2 separate regions of the Gossypium hirsutum genome follow, and region 2 is linked to region 1. Evidence: chromatin contacts called from public Hi-C data. All regions are on one chromosome and are shown on one strand. Each heading gives the region's core, a stretch centred on a gene start, on an enhancer-like site or on the middle of the called end of the contact. The rest is flanking DNA. Distances are from core to core; before and after follow the strand shown.

Region 1 (6,091 bases), core at 2,249-4,748:
CATAACATTTCATATAATTTAGCTCACTCGTTTAAGCCTTTATTACCATTGAACCAAATGAAACAATGTCGGATACACGGGAACCATGCTCACACAAAGTTTGCTTGTATCTATAACTGTAACCATAGCTATAATGCTTACACGAGTTGTGGGTCAGGATGTAAAGCTACACAATGCTGTTCACACGAGCTATGGAGAATCCGCAACAAATGCAAGACCTCAGCCATCGGTAGGTCATCCAAAACTAGCACCTGAAGCTATATAACCCCTAATGGAATGTCATTTGTATCCTAAGTATTCACGAGGTTTAAACGGGACACATTACATATCCAAATCCTTTATATTCAATCTATTATACCTTGTCAAATATACATCTATGAAATTCACGTTTTCAAACACAATCATCAAATTAATTAACATTATAATTTAATCCAAGTCACTAGTTAACATTTAACAATCAACTAGAGCTATATAAAGCACAACATTAATAAACAATTTAATTAATATAACAATTAAAAAAATTAATCAATATAAGAACTTACCTATACAAAAATAATTACTAACACAAACTGACGACTACTTTGCTACTTTGACTTTTTTGCGATTTGATTCATACTTATAAGTCCTTTTATTATCAATTTAAAAAATTACCCCAATATTTTACCTTTTATGCAATTTAGTCCTTAAACTCGAAACTTGCAAATTAACCACATTTAACCACCATTCATGCTAGCTGAATTTCCTAGGGTTTCTAATCAACCCATATTTATCACCATTTCAAAATATTTCTATAGAGTTTTACTATTTTAAAAAATAAATCCTTAAACATTAAAATTACTAAAAATCAGTTAACAAAATAACTATAATTAGCTATCAAATTCATGAATTGATCAAATAAGTTCACAAACACACCTACATTATTCAAAATTTTAATAATTTTATAATTGAACCCCCGTGTTAGCTAGATTAAACTAAAATGACTTAAAAACCCATAAAAATCATTAAAAATGGAATCAAAATCACTTACCATGCATGAACAAATGTTGACTGAAGCTTTCTAAATTCTCTAATAGAGGATTAAGCTATGGGAAAAATAAAGGAAGAAGATGATAGCTCTTTTCCTAATTGTTTTTCTCATAATAATTACCCTTTTACCATTTTACCCTTATTAAATATACTTAAATTCAACAAAACCTTGTCCATAATTGTCCACTATCTAATTATATAGTTTCTTTACACACTTAGTCCATTAATTTACATTTTACATTCCATTACTATTTAACACATTTACTTAATAGAAACTAACTTTTACATCTTTTACAATTTAGTCCTTTTTACTAAATTAATTGTCTAAACATTGAAATTTCTTAACCATGTTTAAATACGACTCTATGAAATACTCACAAATATTAAATAAATAATATTTACTGGCTCGCTTGTCAAAATTATGGTTTCGAAGGAGCTGTTACAACTCAAGTATGGGATGATTACAAATGAGGGGGAATGCCTCTATTTATAATTGTGCTCCTCCAGATCTAACAATACAACTTACTTTACATCGATGTTTGAGATTAAAGCTTATCTATAATTGAGATTCTTAAGAGATTTACATGATCCCTTAAAATTACAAAATCAAATCTTATTAGATTACATATATTGAAAGATTACTTTCCATATTCACTAATGTAGCTTTAATTTTCCTTAAGTGCTTCACTCGGTCACCAATGCTTCAAATAGATAGACTTCTCCATATGTTCCACAAATTGAGACAGTTCAAGTGGGTCGAATGAGCCTCATTTAATCAATTGACCTTCATTGGACGCTCTTTGTGAATTAGTCACGGGCTTTGATCCACAACTCATGGCAGGGACAATGACTAAAATGTTATAACATGATAATGTTAGTGACTAAATTGTAATAAGTGAAAGTTCAATAACAAAAGCATAATATTAACCAAACATAAATGACTATTTTGTAATTTATCAAAAAGAAGAAGCAAAAACTATTAAATTTATATAGCATAAATTACAAATATATGAAAATTTATGCAAAAACAAAATATTCTAAAAATCTCTTCCTTCTTATAACTTTAAGAATCAGACTATATCCTAAAATCTTCAAAGTTGTATATATTTTATGTAGGGAGAAATATTAAACTATACATGAACTTTGATTTAATGTGCAATGTTATACATGAATTTTGATTTTGTGTGATTTTATATATTAAATTTTGATTTGATTAAATTTTTAGAAATTACTAATAATATGATCAAATTAGCACTTTTTTACGTTAACATATTGCATAACAAACTATTATATTAATCCAATATGAAAATAAATATATGTATTTATTTTTTTTAAATGTGTACAATTGAATCAAACTCAAAGTTTCATGTATGGCTTTTTTACCCAATAATCTAGAAAAATTAATTACCAAAATAGGCACACTAGATTTATTTACGGAAATAGGCATCTGCTATAGTGTTTCGTCAGTGTTGCTTGACACACTGGCAACAACACCCATTTCCCTCCAATCATTTTGTCATCATTACTTAAAAAAACAAATTTTTTTGTGTCGTTATTGTGTTTAGCGGCATCGGTATATATTTTTTAAAAATATTTAAAAAATACGGGTATATCAAGTTTAAAAAAAATAAAAAAATATATTTTCTAATGGTGTCACTGTCGTGTCAAGCGACACCGCTACTTACCTGGTAGTCAAAGGAAAAATAAAGAGAAAAAAAAGCTAAAATCTAAAAAAAAATAGAATAAAAAAGTTGAAATTGAAAAGAAAAGGCATATGAGCCATGTCCGCATACATTCGCAGCAGGTCATCAGGCTGATACCGCCTGGACGATCACGGGTTCCCATGTCCTTTCTTTTTTTCATTTTTTATTTTTGTTTTTTTTTTCAGATTTCAACTTTATTTTCGATCGTCGGGTAAATAGCGATGCCACCTGACATGACGGTGACACTATTATAAAATATATATTTTTCTTTTTTTAAATCTGGTATACTTGTATTTTTTAGGTATTTTTAAAAAATACATATTGGTGTCGCTTGACATAGTGGCGGCACTAATTTTTTTTTTTAAAGTAATGATGGCAGAATGATTGGGAAGAAAAATGGGTAGTGTCGTCGGTTTATTAGGTAGCGTTGACGAGACACTGTAACATATGCCTATTTTCGTAAATATTTTTTGGTGTGCCTTTTTGATAATTAATTATTTTTTCACATTATTGTGGTAAAAAAGCCTCCATGCCTATACCTATAAATCGTAATCCAAGTTTTATGTATATAATTACACTAAATCAAAGTTTATGTATTAAATTACACATGAAAATAATGTATAAAATTGATATTTATCCTTTTCTATGTATTGTAATTATATTTAAATAAATTTAAATACATTAATTATATATGTTTTCGACATTAATATATTGTTTTTATGTAAAGATAAGTTTTAAATGATTTTTTTAGTATCATATTTATGTCTTCCAATGCTGTCGTGACAAAATTGCTACGTCTACATCAGGCCAGCTGCAGCCTTCTCTTTGTCTTCTGCAGTCTGCTTCCACTGTTTTCACTCTTTTCTCCCTCTTCCATGGCCACGTTTAAATCATCTTTACCTCAACATTTCCTCTTCTCACTTCATTTCTTGAGCAAACAAAAGATATCTTGAAATTGGCTCTTCTTTTAGGAAACTAAGTAACTCGTGATAATGTCTGGTTATTCCTTCTTAAACGATCAGCTGTCGAAACGCACCTCTATTTTCAGTTTGCAATTATGGGTTGTTCTTGGAATCTGCGTTGGAACTGCTATAGTCATCGTTCTCTTCCTTATTTCCCTTTGTATCACTTGTAAACGCCAAAACAAAGCAACCCGCAGCAGCAACAACGTTGTTAAGCCTATTCTTAACTCCAGTATCCCCATCGCTTCTAAGGAGATTCAAGAAATCCGCGTCGAACCGTCCCATCATTCTAACCCTGTCCTACTTCCGGAATCCGACCCTGTATTGATTCTTCATCCGGAAGAAGGCAGCGGCGATGTTTCTAGGTGCAACGGCATTCACATTGAGATAGGGAAGGATCATAAGGTAGCGTCTCCAGAGCGTGGATCCGGGTCGGGTCACGGGTCAGGTGAGGCCCGGTGTAGTGATCAAGGGATGACAGTTAGGGCGGTTCCGGAAGTTTCCCACTTGGGGTGGGGACATTGGCATACATTGAGAGAGCTTGAGGAGTCTACAAATGATTTTGCGGCGGATAATGTGATTGGTGAAGGGGGCTATGGAATTGTTTACCGTGGAGTTTTGGAAGACAATAGCAAAGTTGCTGTCAAGAATCTGCTAAATAATAGGTAAAAAGGCTACCCTTTTTTGAGGTTAAATTTAAGCTCTTTAATGCATTTGTTGTATTAGTGTAACTTTTTGAGAAAAGCATGGAGTTCTGTGTTGGGGGAAACTTGACTTTTGTTTTCGATTTTCTTCTTGTATTTTCTTTTAGGGGTCAAGCTGAAAAGGAGTTTAAGGTTGAAGTGGAAGCAATTGGGCGTGTACGGCATAAGAACTTGGTGAGATTACTTGGTTATTGTGCTGAAGGAGCTCACAGGTACGTACGTACTCTCTGTTTTTTGTTGCATTTTGATCTTAATTTGCTGCATTGGAAGTTTGGATTTTATGTTAAAACTTGCAACTTTTACAATTGTGAAACTTCAGCATCATGCTAGGATTTGCTAACATACTTAATTTGGTGGTCATAGGATGCTTGTTTATGAGTATGTTGACAATGGGAATTTAGAACAATGGCTTCATGGAGATGTGGGACCTTGCAGCCCTTTGACATGGGAGATCCGTATGAATATAGTGCTTGGAACTGCGAAAGGGTAAATTTTCAGTTAACAGAAAATGGTAACCGAACTTGAATTGTCCTTCGTGTTCTTCCCCATGTTTGTTGAGAATGTTGTTGTTTGCAAAAACTGAAATTTAGGTTGGCATATCTGCATGAGGGACTTGAACCTAAGGTTGTTCATCGTGATATCAAGTCAAGCAACATTTTGCTTGATAAGCAGTGGAATCCAAAAGTATCCGACTTTGGCCTTGCCAAGCTCTTGGGGTCTGGGAGGAGTTATGTGGCCACTCGTGTGATGGGAACATTTGGGTTGGTCGAACTTCTGTTAGCGAACATATTCATGGTTATCTAATGTTTTCATATGGTCATCTGATATACTAGTACTGCTTCTGTTTTGTAGATATGTGGCTCCTGAATATGCTAGCACAGGCATGCTAAACGAGAGAAGTGATGTATACAGCTTTGGCATTCTTCTTATGGAAATAATTTCAGGAAGAACTCCGGTGGATTACAGCCGGCCTCAAGGAGAGGTTTGTAGGCCTTAATTAAGTCAATTGATAATATTATCCTATGATTCAAAGCTTGATGGCTTTCTTGGTCTTTTATTCTTGTAATAAGTATGCAATTTGTTCCAACTTTCAGGTAAATCTAGTCGAGTGGATTAAATCAATGGTTAGCAACAGGAATGCAGAGAGTGTTTTGGATCCAAGGTTACCAGAGAAGCCTTCTTCCAGAGCACTGAAGCGAGCCCTTTTAGTTGCTTTACGCTGCGTGGACCCAAATGCTCAGAAAAGGCCTAAAATGGGGCATGTAATTCATATGCTAGAAGCCAATGAGTTCCCGTTTAGAGATGTAAGTTGACGTAACATCAGTTCTGAATTTTAACTTGTTTCTGGTAGATTATTTTGTACAATATTTTGTTCCATGTGTTTTACTAGATGTTTCTTTTGTTAAGCAATTTGTTTCGCATGTTCAAATTGCTTGGGTTGACAAGAGTGCATATTTCATCATGTATAATGCAACATCATTATTAGTTTCATTATTGATGAGAAAATCAAGAGAAGATTAGCAATTTTCAATGATGCTCAAGTTTAATTGCTAAATGAAACATTTTTTTACTAGGAACATTCATGTTCCGCTGGAATCCATTGGATGATATTTTGGTCCAGATGTGTTTAAGAAAAATGCTTTTGCAAAGTCAAAATTTATCGAACATATTAATTGTGCCTAAACTTGCCGACGTT
Region 2 (5,875 bases), core at 2,128-4,627, 190 kb before region 1:
TATTATGAGAAGATGCATTTCACAAGCAGGCGCAGATAATTGTATTATTGGGCTTTTGTTTTACGTTTGGATTGGTTCTTATTTTCTTATATTTAGCTTGGGATTTTTCATTTGTATTTAAGCTGGTGAAGTAGCTGTGTGATTCTGTTGTAATTTCAAGTATGAAAATTGAAAAAATTGTTTCTTGAATTTCTGATTATTACATATAATGTTGTGGTTTCCAAAGATGTTTGTGTCAATATTATTAAGTTCTCACATTTCACCAACTAAAAATGACGCCAATAATTTATATAAATTGTTGAGTGTTTATTTTACCGGTTAATTTCCGTCTATTTATATATTACAATTATTATTTATAAATATGACATGCTAAGTAGATCTTCATGTATAATGATACATACTTTATTTTAGAGTTAATATGCGTATATTTGAAGTGGATTCACATACATAAGGTTCGCATTATGTGTAGGTAAACTCATATTACGTATTATGTCTCTTCATATTGGGCGCAAACTCATATTACGTATTATGTGTCCTCATATTGAGCTCGCCTATGCTATAGATGTACGAATACTGACAGGCTAGCGGGTCAATAGGTTGACATTAGTAAATATCATAACAATAATTCTCAACTAACTGCCATTCAACACAATGGCATGTTGACTTCCTAGCTGAAAAATAATTTTGAGTTTTCTTTTTTATTTGAGTTTATAGAGATTAATTCTGTCGAGATTTGTGATTGCTCAATTTAACCATGTTATCTTCAAATTTTATTTATGAATTATTTTCTTGAAAATATAATGTAGCAAACCATTACTTTCAATACTTGTTGGTAGTTGTTATTTTAATCAAAACATAAACATTCTGTCATTCAAATTAAACCATCCAATGAGAAAAGTGGTAAAGAATTTGATATCTTAAATACTTATTTCTTCTTTTGATATCTCATTCAACTCAACTTAAAAATAATCAAGATTCAATTTAATTACATGATATTTTATAATCTTAAATAAAAAAATATGTCGTTCTCTCATTTTAGTCATTAATTTTTTTTAATTCCTAACTTTTTTATTGATGAAATGTTTTGGACATAAAAAAAAATTGATTGAAACTTCTAACCAATCATAAACTGTGTTCAATCAATTATTAGCAATTATTAAAAATAAAAAAAATTAATATAACAAAGCCCAACAACAGTGGGATTGATTTTTGCCCAATTTCTTTTTGGATTTTATGTATAGATAACATTATAAAGATAACAATTCTAAGAAGCTTGCAACTATTTTAAAATATTGTAATATTGTTTATAATTAACTTTCTATCATTTTAGAAGATTTTAATAAATTTTTAAAAAAATTAATGATTTTTCTAAATGTATTTGGTTTTTATAATTACTTTTTCTTTTTGTATTTTTTTCTTTTTAAAAAATTATTTTTATTTCTAATAATGACATATTGTGATGTTATTACATCATACGTAACAATTTGTGATTAGTTAAATGTCTTAATTGGTCTTTTTTTAACATAAAAGGATATATGTTAACTATATAAATATAAATATTATTAATTCTTCTATCATTAATGAAATAAAAAAAAAATCATAAATATGTTATAAGGACACGTATCAATGTCTTAATCTCTCTATGTAGTTTTTTTTTCTTTGTAGGGAACAAAATAATTATATATATACATATGAAAAACTACACAACAATTTAAAATGTTTACGAGCATGATTGAGATTATAACAAGTGGTTGTATGGTAAATAAAAAATAGATAAAACTTGAATATACTAGATTATGGTACTGTAGTACGTCCATTATGTAGGTGAGATTTGTTTATTATAATTTTTAAAGAATTAATATAATAATTAAATATAATTTTTATTGAAATGATAAAATTGAAATGTCAAATATTTCCAATCTTAATATTTTTTTATATTTTATATGAAATTTTATTAAAATAAATGAAGTTTTAATAATTTTAGACTTGATTGAGACCGGTTGATAAGTAACACTAATTTAGTTAAAATCTTAAATATATTTATACTAGATTTATATAAAAATAAATAATTGAGTTATACGTGAAATGGCAAAGTGTTTATGGTTAAACATTCTTTAAGCTTGGGTTTAATCCTTAAAAATTGTATGTTTAGTTATTTTATTTAAATATTTCATATAAAACTAATAAAGACCAAAACACCATTATCTTAATATTCAACTCTTTATCAACTGTTATGTTAATTTGTGACATCAGTTAAATGTAGATGTAGGAAAAACTTGATTTAATTCGAAAAAAAATTGGATTTCAAGTTAATTGAATCGAGTTATTCAAATTATTTGAGTCAATTTGAATAACTCGATTCGAGTTTCGAGTTCAAGTCGAGTTGAAATTTACAGTTCAAATAATTCGAATAACAAATTGGTGTAAATACTCTTTTGGTCTCAGTCAAATTTAAAAATGAACAAATTAGTCTATCTCTCAACAAAAATTACAAAAAAAAAATTCAAAATATTTGTAAAATTTTCAAAATATATATATATTTTTTATAAAATTATAAGAATTCTAGAAAATTTATAAAAAAATTAAAATAATAATTTTAGAGATCTAAATTAATTAATTAATTAATTAATTAATTGTACAAGTTTATAAGATTAAAGTATCTTAATTTCTTGTTATTTTGCTTTGAAAAATGTTTTCAAATATATATAATTTTAAATTTATGTACTCTAATATGGAATTAGTTATACTGTAACAATATTTTAATTTGGCATGTTTAGTTTTTTAATTTAACTCAAATAATTTAACTCGATTCGATTCGACTTGACTCGAATTTCATTAAATTTGACTCAATTCGAAAAAATGTCAAATTGAACTAGAATGATAAAATAAGATTTTTAAACTCGATTAACTCGAAAACTTTTTACTTGATTCGATCAAATGATTACCTCTAATTAAATAATATATTTTATATATAAACAAAATTATTTGAACCAGTTAAATTGAGAATTGAGTGAAGTATGGGTACAGATAGCAGAGACCTGTCGGCGTGGTAATTTTGCAAGACATTGTGAATGGTGCATGAAGACTTTTGGAAGTGTAAAAGTCAGGATGATTGATTTTCAATGAAACACACTCTATTCTCTTTGTCTTAAGGGGATGGAAAAGGGGTGGGTGCGTATGGTTATTCGTCTCCACTCAATTTCACGTATTATTTTCTAAAAAGGTAATAAATAAATTTAAGTGCCAAATACCGGAAAACAACACATAACATCGTCAGTACCAAACGTAAAAATGAGAAACATTCTGACATTGACTAATGACACTTGAAAGTTCTTGCATTCACGTTTTTACAACAAATTATGTGAAATTTCCACAGCTAAAAAGTTATCAAGAAATGTCAAAGGGCAACTACCAAGCTTTCCTAAAACACGCGGCTTTGAATTGATAAGAAACACTGCTAGTGATCGAATTTGGAAGAGAATGAAATGGTACAAACAAGTTGATTTCCCGATGGTAAAGTTGAGAAGATGCAGGTAAATTGGTGCAAAGAGCTGAAGTTGGTGAAGAGAATATTGGGTCCATGACATGAATTTTGCAGCCCAAGAAATATTCATGGCCACCAAGTGTTTTAAATCCATGCTTATCATATTGTTCCTGTTCCTCGGGTTAACATCGTCAGCCGTTCCATATCTAAGCCAAGGTTCGTCTCTGTCTGTGGAGAATCCAGGTGATGTTTTGATATCGTCTAACGGCATGTTCTCCGCTGGCTTTTACCCCGTCGGCCAAAACGCTTATTGCTTCTCCATCTGGTTCACCAAGCCTTGCCATGACGGTAGTCACACTCTAGTTTGGATGGCAAACCGGGATGTGCCTGTTAATGGAAAGCGATCAAAGCTGTCCATACTCGAAACCAATGAAATCATCATAACCGATGCCGAACCCGTAATCTGGACGATCAATAAGTCAGTTAAAGATGGCTCTTGGTCGCAGTTGAATCTCCTTGATTCAGGTAATCTCGTTCTCCAAACTCGAGACAATCTTACTCTTTGGCAAAGCTTTGATTCACCAACTGATACGCTTCTCCCTGGACAACCCCTCAATCAACACAAAAGGCTAGTATCAGCACGAAGCCGAACTAACCATTCTTCAGGAAAATACAGGTTGTTGTTTGACGATGATAATGTTCTTCGTCTTGTCTTGAATGGTTCCGACACATCCAGCATCTACTGGCCGGATTCAACCATCTTGGACTACCACCAAGGTAGAACTAGATACAATTATAGCAGAACCGCAGTGTTGGATTCTTCAGGCTATTTTACATCTTCTGACAAAATGGAGTTCAGATCAACTGATTTTGGTATTGGACCTTGGAGAAGATTAACCCTTGATTTTGATGGTAACCTTAGATTATACAGTCTCGAAGAACAGGGGGTTTGGTTTGTGACATGGCAAGCTATGTCTAACTCCTGTAGGATTCATGGAGCCTGTGGACCAAATAGTATATGTAGCTATGATCCAGGTTGGGGTCCGAAGTGTGGTTGTCCCCCAGGGTTCAAGATGAAAAACCATGCGGATTGGAACGATGGGTGCGAACCAGAATTTGAGCTTTCATGTAATGATGATGTCAACTTTGTTCAACTTCGTCATGTTAACTTTTTTGGCTACCATTACGACAACCTCCGGAATTACACCTTCCAGGAGTGCCTCCGAGTTTGCTTGGATTCATGTTGTAAAGCTTTTCAATATAGATATTTCCCAGAAGATGGTGCCTATCGCTGTTATTCAAAATGGGAATTGCGCAATGGTCATCGTTACAATAGCTACAGTGGAACCCTTTACTTGAAACTCCCCAAATCATTCCCTTACAACAACAAACCTGTTCGGGAATTCAAATTAAATTGCTCCAACAAGCAGACAAGACAATTAGACAGACTTTATCTTAAGAAAACAGGATATGAAACATTAAATATTTTGATTTGGTGCGCTTCTATAATTGGATTGCTTGAGTTGATGTGCGTCTTTCTGGTGTTCGTTTTCTTGTACAGAACAGGGGAAAGTCCCGATGCATCGACGATGACATCAGGGTACCTTGTGGCTGCAACTGGATTCAAAAGATTCACATACAGTGAGTTGAAAAAGGCAACACGCGGTTTTCATGAAGAGATTGGACGGGGAGGAAGTGGGGTGGTTTACAAGGGAGTTTTACCGGATCAACAAATTGCAGCCATTAAACGACTTAATATTGAAGCACATCAAGGAGAGGATGAATTCCTCGCAGAAGTAAGCACAATCGGCAGGCTTAATCACATGAACTTGATTGAGATGTGGGGATACTGTGCAGAGGGGAAGCATAGGCTTTTAGTGTATGAATACATGGAAAATGGATCGTTAGCAAATAACCTCATGTCTAATTCACTTGATTGGAAGAGAAGGTTGGATATTGCGGTGGGCACCGCCAAAGGCCTGGCTTATTTGCATGAAGAGTGCTTGGAATGGGTTCTGCACTGTGATGTAAAGCCTCACAACATACTCTTGGATTCCAACTATCATCCTAAAGTGTCAGATTTTGGATTATCCAAACTACTGAATCAAGACAGTCCTAAAGGTTCAGGCTTCTCCAAGATTAGAGGAACAAGAGGTTACATGGCGCCTGAGTGGGTTTACAATCTTCCCATCACTGCCAAAGTCGACATCTATAGCTATGGGATTGTGTTGTTGGAAATGATGACAGGGAAGAGCCCAAGTGTAGGTGTCCCTGTTGTTGGAACCAATGGAGAGAAATGGCACCAAAGATTAGAAACTTGGGTGAAAGGGAAGAAGATGGGTGCTTCTGCAACATGTTGGGTTGAAGAGGTACTGGACCCTGCCATGGGCT

What was found. A called contact is a pair of places that touch in the nucleus more often than the background predicts.
Region 2: a Hi-C map of leaf shows a contact between it and region 1, with 2.5 times the contacts expected there. The contact joins the promoter of LOC107944781 here to the promoter of LOC107957546 in region 1. A contact is called at or near these places in 2 of 34 Hi-C or Micro-C datasets (both in leaf).

Annotation. Positions count from the first base shown.
Region 1 is chrA05:29,316,202-29,322,292 of Gossypium_hirsutum_v2.1, reverse strand. It overlaps LOC107957546 (probable serine/threonine-protein kinase At1g01540), which reads left to right and starts at 3,498. Exons shown (of 8, transcript XR_005926449.1): 1 at 3,498-4,356; 2 at 4,503-4,607; 3 at 4,759-4,881; 4 at 4,986-5,156; 5 at 5,248-5,377; 6 at 5,490-5,699.
Region 2 is chrA05:29,506,233-29,512,107 of Gossypium_hirsutum_v2.1, reverse strand. It overlaps LOC107944781 (putative receptor protein kinase ZmPK1), which reads left to right and starts at 3,377. Exons shown (of 1, transcript XM_016878608.2): 1 at 3,377-5,875. The coding sequence starts at 3,586. It overlaps LOC121229026 (F-box protein GID2), which reads left to right. Exons shown (of 1, transcript XM_041112142.1): 1 at 1-189. The coding sequence ends at 39.